Regions from separate parts of the Pan troglodytes genome. Here region 1 is linked to region 2. The links are chromatin contacts, called in public Hi-C maps. All regions are on one chromosome and are shown on one strand. The core of a region is the stretch at or near the end of the contact, and the rest is flanking DNA. Distances in the headings are between cores, read along the strand shown. Region 1 overlaps PLS3 (plastin 3). Region 2 holds the start of PLS3 (plastin 3).

Region 1 (4,568 bases), core at 366-2,865, 90 kb before region 2:
TTTGTAGAGATGGGGTTTCACTATGTTGCCCAGGCTGGTCTCAAACTCCTCATCTCAGGTGATCCACCCACCTTGGTCTCCCAAAGTGTTGGGATTACAAGCTTGAGCCACCGCACCCAGCCTCATGCTTAGCTAACTTTATTATACAGACGGAGTCTCCCTGTGTTGTCCAGGCTGGTCTCAAACTCCTGGCCTCAAGAAATCCTCCTACTTCAGCCTCCCAAAGTGCTGAGGTTACAGGTGTGTGGGGAAAAGATGGGGGATTCACCATGTTGGTAGAGATGGGGATTCACCGTGTTGCCCAGGCTGATCTTGAGCTCCTGAGCTCAGGCAGTCCACCTGCCTCAGCCTTCCAAATTGCTGGGATTACAGTTATGAGCTACTACGCCCAGCAGAATTCTGAATGTGTTGCTAATTTTGGTCCACATTCTTATTTGTTGCAATTAGTTTTTGGAGGAAAAAAATTGTGTGTCAGGTCCACTGCTTTATATGAACACTTAACTATCCCATGGTACACTCCTACAGGCTGTGGGCCCTGTATAGTGAACCACCCAAGAAATCAGCTCCTTTTTTGAAGAAAGGGCCACATGTAATATATCTTTCCTATCTTGTTAAAGAGGCACTTCAAGGCGTTAGGGCTTACAGAGAAGAACCTTTGTACTTCGACGAAGATGAACGTGAATGAGTATGGCAGATTCAAGGCATAAGACAGGTCTTAAGATGTAATTGTCCTTACTTCATCAGTTACCCTAGTATGTTTGCAGATTTGTCTTTTTTTCACTCATAAATCCTATTTTTATATTAAAAGAATTTATAATCTGAGACTGAACTCACTTTTTTAGTTATCTATATTTTGATCTTTTTTATTATACATATATATTTGCAAAAGTAGAGTTGTCAAATATATCCTTTTTTAATTTTATGTCTTGGGAATTCAGGTGATATTTAAAAAGGCCTTTCCATCTCTCAGATTATAAATGCAAAGTATTATATAGTATCTCTATGTAACCAAATCCTCAGTAGACTACACCTTATATTACTCATTCACACAAAGGCTTAAAAGGGCACTGATTGTCCACAAGGGATGATTTTGCCACCCAGGAGACATTTGGTTATGTCTGGAGACAATTTTGGTCAACACCACCGGGCATGTGCTGACATCTAGTGGGTAGAGGCCGGTAATACTGCTAAACCTCCTACAATGCACCCTTCTCCCCACCCCAACAGTTATCCAGCCAAAAATGTCATATATAGATGAGATTGAGAAGATCTACTATGAACCATTTCTCCTCTGTGACTGTTCAGATCCCCACTGTTTCAGGATATGTATGTCATAGAACATTGAAAAGACTGAGGGAGGTGGAAAAGAAAGAAAAAAGCAGGAACTGGATAAAGAAATTTTGGTAAATTGGAGAAAACCCTTTTACTTCATTTGTACTGTCCTTAATTCAGTACCTCTAATTCAGCTCCCAAAACTCAAATTTAACAAACACCATTTTACAGAATACATCAGAAAAACGAAAAGAAAAAAATCCTGACAAACATTGGCATACTTCCTAAGAGACAAAAGCATGAAGAACAGACTAATTATTATGTAAATGCCTTTATTTGAACTACTACATTGCTACCAGATTACATCACTTTTCAGAGTTAGAGTAACATAATACCTTGGAAACTATAGCAAACAGCTTGACAAAGCAAGAGTACATTAATTCCTACATATATACTTTTATTTTTAGTGACCACATTTCTTTGTTTTAGGTGTAAAATTAAAAAATATATTGTACACTTAGCATACTTGGCCTACCAAATCCCGTCTAAGTTCTGAGCACACTCTCTCCTCAAAAGTATCATATTCAACAGCATTTTAAATTTAGAGAGAGAGTTTGATGATACAGGTTTTAAAACAAATAAGCATGTATTGAACCAAGTGATTTAAGACAAAATATTTCAATTGTTTACAGCTTGGGTATGAGAGGGAAGATGCAAATTTAAGGTACATTTTTCTTCTAGCTACGATGTATGTTTTACTTACTTGAAGACCCCTTAAAAAAAGTAGCAAAATCAGCAGTCTTGTTTAATGTAATCAAAATATTCTTAAATGTACAAAAAAGGATCATGTAGAAAGAATACTGTAAAAAGATACTGATCTTAAGAATAAAAGAATAAGAAAAGCTTCTATTACATTCTGCACAGCCAGTTACTTCGGCAAATTTTCAGTACTACAAAGATAAGCAAAGGATACTCATATCCAAATACGCTCTGACCATAGTTCTCGAATAAGAACTAGCATACTGGATGGAAAGCAAAATTACTGTCTAATAATATTCATATCCCATCATCTAAGCGAGTCCCAAGAGAGGGACATTCTAAGAGGGCAAAAGATAACAGAGCAAGAAATAACATACAGCAATGGGAAATGTCAAGGGCAGCATTCTAGGAGGAGAGAGTAAAATGTTTTGGCTATGAGCACATTTCAGGCGTGCCTGACAAATTCAACTCTGACTATGGGAAAGAGGAGTTGTTTTTCTTAAACCCTTTCCCCTGAGGGCTCTCATGATGAGCTAGTCCTGTTAATCAAAATGAAAAGTCCTTTGAATGGCCAAGAGTTCCTTAAGCCATAAGCACTTCACCTGGAAATAGCTGACCTGCGAATCATGCACCTGGGAGCATGGCTGTTTTATTCAGATTGGTTATTTTACACTCTCTTCATTCCCCTGCCCATCAAACATGCAAACACAGTCATGACCATCTTGGGCTTTACTTCCACAAGGTCTTCAGGGAGAGCATACACTCTGGCTCCGATTCTTCTAGCCATTGACACTGCATACCTATTTTAGGGGGAAACAAAATCAGGATGAAATTCTTGTCAGTTAAGGACACCACGTAAGACATCTATTTCCTCATATATAATTATTATGCTGGGATGCAAAAATTCCATATTGATAGTTCCAATTAGAACAGTTTTGCTTTTTGTTTTCTTTTGATTTGGGTTTTGATTTCACTTTGAAGTTACAGTAGGTTTTTAAGCTCTATTATTTGGGGCTAATAATATTTATTCACTCTTTTTCTCCAATGTGAGGTGAGAATTAAGCTTGAAGCACCAACTTTATAATTACCTAGGCTGTCTATACAATCCATGTTAATATTCTCATTGCACACATAATAACACACACTCAAGTCATCTTAGAGATATGAGGTGGAAAATCATGCTAGATGCAAAACCCAAGTTGTTAGGCAGATGCAATGAATACTTCCAAGTATTCATGAGAGGGGAGACAGTCTACATGGTACGTGGACAGAGTGGCTGGACCAAAAACTAGAAAAGGTAGACGAAGGGACAGAAGAACTGAGATGTCCAGGTAGGGAAATTTTCAGGAACACATCTCAACTAATCCGTGAAGTATTTCTAGGTGTGTTGGAACCAGAATCTTTAAAGATAATTAAATCATCGAGTTTCTAGAAAAAGAGATTTCAAGAGTTCTTGATATATTGTGGATATTAGACCTTTGTCATATCTGCTAGAAATATTTTTCAAGGAAAAAAGAAATAATGTGCCTAACTCCAAAGTTTTGCAAGAATGCTTCTTAGCTGTTCGGTAATGCAGGACTGTGGATGGATTTTCAATGTCTAACTAGTAAGGTTTTCATGGGTCACCCATGAAGCCAGGTCACACTCTAGGTCTTTGGTGAAGAAGAAAATAGGCTGGTGGAAAAGACCTTCTGAATATTGTTGAAATGCAAGAAACTTTCAAGGCATAGTCTTCTGTGGAGGGCTAGCAAGCATTCTGTTAATATGGGAACTGACGAAGATAAATTCAATAAATGTAGTAAGAATGATCTATGCATAGTAAAAGAGACATAAGTGGATAATGCGTTTTTTAAAAAAAGAATAAGACAGACAGATGAACACCCTAAGCTCTTATTTTCCTTATTGTGAAGTTTTACCTGATTTGCATTAAAATACATGCTACATTATTTCTGTAATCCACTGAAGCAACAACCGACTAAGCACCTAGTAGGCCAAGCACAAGGCTAGGCTCTTATAATTTTTAAAAATTTAATCTTTATAAAATCTAAGGTAAGTATTATTGCCCCCAGTTTATTGATGAGGAATCTGAGGCTCCAAGAGGTTTCTCCCAAGGTGACACCACTCTTAAATGGCAGAACCTGAAGTAGAATTCAGATCTGTCCAGCTACAAAGCTGCGTTCTTTTCATACTATTAGCAGTCTCCCTTACTTGGCATTATTGTGTTTGTCATCTTCTGTTAGATTGCCACTCTTCACAAGGTCATAGTTTATACAGCCTGGCTGGATGGCATCAATTAAATCCACAACTGCCAAACTGGAGCTGATCGTTTTGTCCTAGTGTGAAAGGAGAACAAATCTGAGAATTTTGATACATACAAATTAACATGTGCTTACTTATATCAAGTGCCAAAAACAAAGCCCAGTGAATTCGTAAAGAATTGTGCCATTAGCCCAACACTAATTCTCACTCACAAAGAAGCCAAAAGTTGCCTTCCCAAATGATAGATGTTATCCAGCAAACATAATATTTAATAGTCA
Region 2 (4,153 bases), core at 604-3,103:
TCCCTTTCTGGTCCCCTCATCCAAAATCCTAGTAGACTTCCTTGATTAGAAGCTAGTTCACACTCCTCCCCACCTTTTTTTTTTCAAACGTAGAGGTGGTTTTTGGAATATGGGCCTCAACCATTACATTCCAGCTTTAAAGTAAAAAGACGTCATGTGACCATCAGAGACTTGGGGCACGTGATTCCAACTGGTATGTGTGGGGCTCCAGCCACTTAGTTGGAATTCACCATGAACTGCATCTCGAGGATCAAGTTTAGGCTCCCCAGTCCATTGTGACATCCAGCAAAGTGGAGTAAGTGCTTGCCCCTCAATGGTTTTTACTTTTCCCTACATTTTCTACCTACTGTTAGCCAGGCTCCCTTCCCTCCTCCCAATCCCTCTTAACAGGCCGGGCGCCCCCAGCATCCCGTCTGTCTGACGCTAAATGGCGAGGCTCTCCAACCCACTTAGCTCCAAGCTCAACCTTCTGCAAAAGTTCAACCTTCTGCACCACTGGGGATATCGTGCAGCTCAGGTGAGAGGCAAGGAGCATCGCATAAGACTAGAGTCAGATGCCATTAACCCCCACTCCACCTCCCGGGCTGGGATCATCTTACGTCCCGGAGCCCGGCGGTCGGAACCGCCAGCACACTGGAGCAGCGACGGCGGCAGCAACTTTGGGACTGGCGAGAAGCCAGGGCGGGGGTGGTCGGCGTCCCCGGGCCTCTCATTACAGCGCTTAAGTACTGCGGGTGGAGAAAAGTAAACACAGGCAAGTGCAGCTGTGCGGGGAAAGGGCGGGGGGGTAGAATATTACCTCCCTCCCGTCGCCCCTTTGCCTCTCCCTCTCCAAGAGTCGGGAGAGGTCCGGGACTGCCGCCGCCCCGACCGCGCGCCCGGGGCCGCAAAGTCAAAGGAGCTGAAAAAAGGACAGGGGGTGTGGGGCCAGGGGAGAACGGAAAGGCACTGTCCTACTAGCCCAGAGATGTTCTCCTACTGAAAGGAAAAAAAGTGCTTACTCATAGGGAGACTAGGTGCGTTCGCGACGCCCTCGCTAAGGACAAGGGAGGGAAGCAGGCAGAAGGCAGGCAACCCAAACCTCGTGCCTTCCCTCGGCCACAGCGCCCCCTCTCCAGAGCCCCAGGGTCGGCTTAAGCCAGCCAGGTCACCCGAGGCGGGCGTGTGGGGGCTGGAGGAGTAGCAGGCTGCTGGCTCCGGGATTTCCTGAGTCCGGGCGGGAGGGAAGGGGGGATGGCAGTAGCTGGAGAAGGACGACAGAGGGAAGTTGTGCGCTCCCTTTCCACTTCGGGGCCGCAGCCGCGGAGGGGAATCAGGGCAAGGGCTGGCGTCTAGGACTCCAGCCCAAGACTGGCAACAAGTTAAGAGCAACTAGTAAGAAAACACCACTTAATACAGTGAAGTGCAGAAAACGTGTCTGCGGCAGATGCTAGTAGGGAAACTCCCCGTCACTCACACCCATTTCGGTTGCGACCGATCGCCCGGGCGCCCGAGGGCTCCAACTGAAATTTATCCGACCTCCCTCTCCCCCAACCCCCGCCCCACGGTGCGCCGCACGTTCCTGCTGAGCTTAACCGAGATGCTCTCCCCGGGACCCACTCCTGCCCACGCCCAGGAAACCCGCTCCCCTAGTGCCCGCCGGCGCCTACAAAGCACTTACGTAAAGTCGCAGAGTCCTGGGTCTGGCCCGACTGCCGCCGACCAACGCACTCAGACAACTTCTGCACCTCGGAATCTTTGCAGCTGTGGCTCTAAAGCCAGCGCTCCCTCCCCTCCTGCCAGCCCCCTCCGCCCCTCGGCCGCCGCCATTGGCTCGGGTGGTGCTAGCAGTCGGCCTGGGAACCAGGAAGGGGATTGGGCCACGAGCCTGTCACATCAACTGGGTGGGGATCCAGGAAAATAGGCACGGGGATGGGCACCCAGGAGGGATAGGGACTGCAACTCTGCTGCAGGGAGAGGAGAATGGTCCCCAGCGCCTGAGTCTCCCCTTCCTACTTGGGCTAAGAAGAAGTTAGAAGTCCAACGTGCCTGGCTCGGAGTACACATTCACACAATCTTGTGGGATTAATAAAAAGATGAAAAAGTTGGGAACAAGAATTTGAATGCCACCTATATAAGTCTATGGGGGAGGGGTACAGTTTCTCCCAGAATCGTGAGAAGAATAACGGCATGTTGGGGAACATTCCTAATTACATCTGCAACAATCAGTCCAGGTGCCAAAGGGTGCAGAGGGAAACATCAGCAATCATTCCTTTCCTTAAGAAGTCAAGGGAGAAGAATATGGGCAGGGCAGGGCCCTCAAGCCTTTGGCCTCATGCCAAGTAAATTGTTAGCCCACATCACCTGGCTGGTATGTTTGTCCATGCGGAGAGGGGTTGAGAGGAGGTGGTTGGAAGTACATTGGTTCCACTCTTTTGACCGGAAATGGGTATCAATTCTCATCAGTCTCCTTTCACCAGAGAAAATTTGGAGACATGTTACTACTCCCCAGACTGCCATTTCTTCTCCTTCTCTGCCCAGGAGATGGCTTCCACGTCATAGCTGACCTCTTTCATTAATACACGTGGAGGTTATCTGCATTCCAAACCTATGGTTCATCGTATATCCAAAATCAACTCAGAGAGCCAGAGTTTGAGGGATTTTGCAGGGTCAGGTCAAGAGACTGACTTGTGGGATAGCTGTAGAAGAAAAAGTCTAAGCCCTTTCCTGTTCCAGTCGTAACCATTTTGTTCAGGAAATGTGTGCTTGGAAAGTTCTGTCAACATTTAAAATTAGTTCAATTAAGTCGCATTTTACATATACCAGGAAAAAACGCTGAGAGGCTTTAAAATGGAATGTTCTTGAAAAGGAACCCCTATTTCATCTGCCATTATGAATTTCCTTAGAGAAATTAATCCGTAGTGAGTGCCAAGGCTTCTTAAAAGGGAAGAACTTGGGGAGTTCATATATTGCCTAAAGGCTAGACTAGCAGAGGACTTGGCACGAGGAAAAAGCCTTGTTAAATATTAATTAATGATTAACCAACTGGAAGAACTTATGAAAGGCACAGGAAGGTGAAAAAGAAATGGGAGGGCAATCATGCTTTCACAAACATTGAATTTCTGTTATGGGAGATTTTCTACTGGTTCAGGTTTGGGCCAGCACAAAAATACTGATTTCAACATGTTGGCGTTGGATTGAACATGGAGTCAGTGCATTGCCACACACATTTACAGTAAGCTCCCAAATGAGATTTCTAGCATTCAGTAATTGGCCAAAGGTTTGGTGTGACTTCTGGAATTCTTTACAAAAAATTTTTAGATACAGGAAATAGGCTTTTTCAGTTTTCTACCTTTTATGGTGTCTGTCGGTCACCGCTGAAGAGCTTCCACCTGCTCTTAAACTTAAAATTACAGACTGAGCAATAGCATGAAGGGACTCTGTAAGCTAAATTTTCCAGTGCAGATATATTTGTCTCAATTACGTTGTATTCAATTTTAGTTTGTTTTTCAAATTCTAGAATTTAAAGTAAAAATATTAAGAATCCTACGTATATGCTATTTACAGTTCCTGTTTTTAATTCAAAAAAGCTTACATTGGTCCAAATGGGGAAGCTCACGCCTGTAATCCAGCACTTTGGGAGGCTGTGCGGTGGGAGGATTGCATGAGGCCAGGAGTTCAAGACCAGCCTGGACGACATAGCAAGACCTCATCTCTACAAAAAAAATTAATAAAATTTTTAAAAAACTTAATAGAATCTATACTTTGATAAAAGTCTTCATTCACCACTATCACTGAGGATGTCAGAATTCAGTCAAGAAATGTCATTTTAATTGAAATGCAATAGTCCATAGTTTCAAAGCTGCAGTGTACCTAGCTGATGGCATTAGTTCTCATTGCCTCAGTAACTTTCCAACAGATAAAACACACCCTAAACACAGAAGCACCTATTTGGATGCTAGCTGAGATTCCTGTTTAACAAGCTCCACTATATAATCCAGGTAGAACTCCATTTTAATGAATACTATTAAGATACCCAGCCAGTTTGATGTAACTAAGCTACCTTTGTGTTGCCCAGAATCTAAAGGATCTTTTCAAATTTAGCATTTTGCTGGAAGAAAGGATCCTCAGGCTCAAAGCTCTTAAACAGCATTTCTTTATAATTTTTCATGCC

The links. Hi-C and Micro-C count contacts between places; a contact is called where the count stands out from the background.
Region 1: a contact with region 2 is called in a Hi-C map of stem cell-derived neural progenitor cells, with 4 times the contacts expected there. The contact joins the enhancer-like site here to the promoter of PLS3 in region 2. A contact is called at or near these places in 3 of 7 Hi-C or Micro-C datasets (blood, induced pluripotent stem cells and stem cell-derived neural progenitor cells).

What each region holds. Positions count from the first base shown.
Region 1 is chrX:113,127,183-113,131,750 of NHGRI_mPanTro3-v2.0_pri, reverse strand. It overlaps PLS3 (plastin 3), which reads right to left. Exons shown (of 16, transcript XM_016943366.4): 15 at 4,240-4,364; 16 at 1,588-2,831. The coding sequence ends at 2,699. Among named protein-coding and RNA genes, the nearest start is that of PLS3, 89 kb to the right of the region's middle. Within about 2 kb of position 1,615, at least 5 of the 24 cell types and tissues checked have an H3K27ac peak or open chromatin away from gene starts, as enhancers often do. A contact at or near this core is called in induced pluripotent stem cells and stem cell-derived neural progenitor cells, where this site is marked.
Region 2 is chrX:113,038,328-113,042,480 of NHGRI_mPanTro3-v2.0_pri, reverse strand. It overlaps PLS3 (plastin 3), which reads right to left and starts at 1,853. Exons shown (of 16, transcript XM_016943366.4): 1 at 1,661-1,853.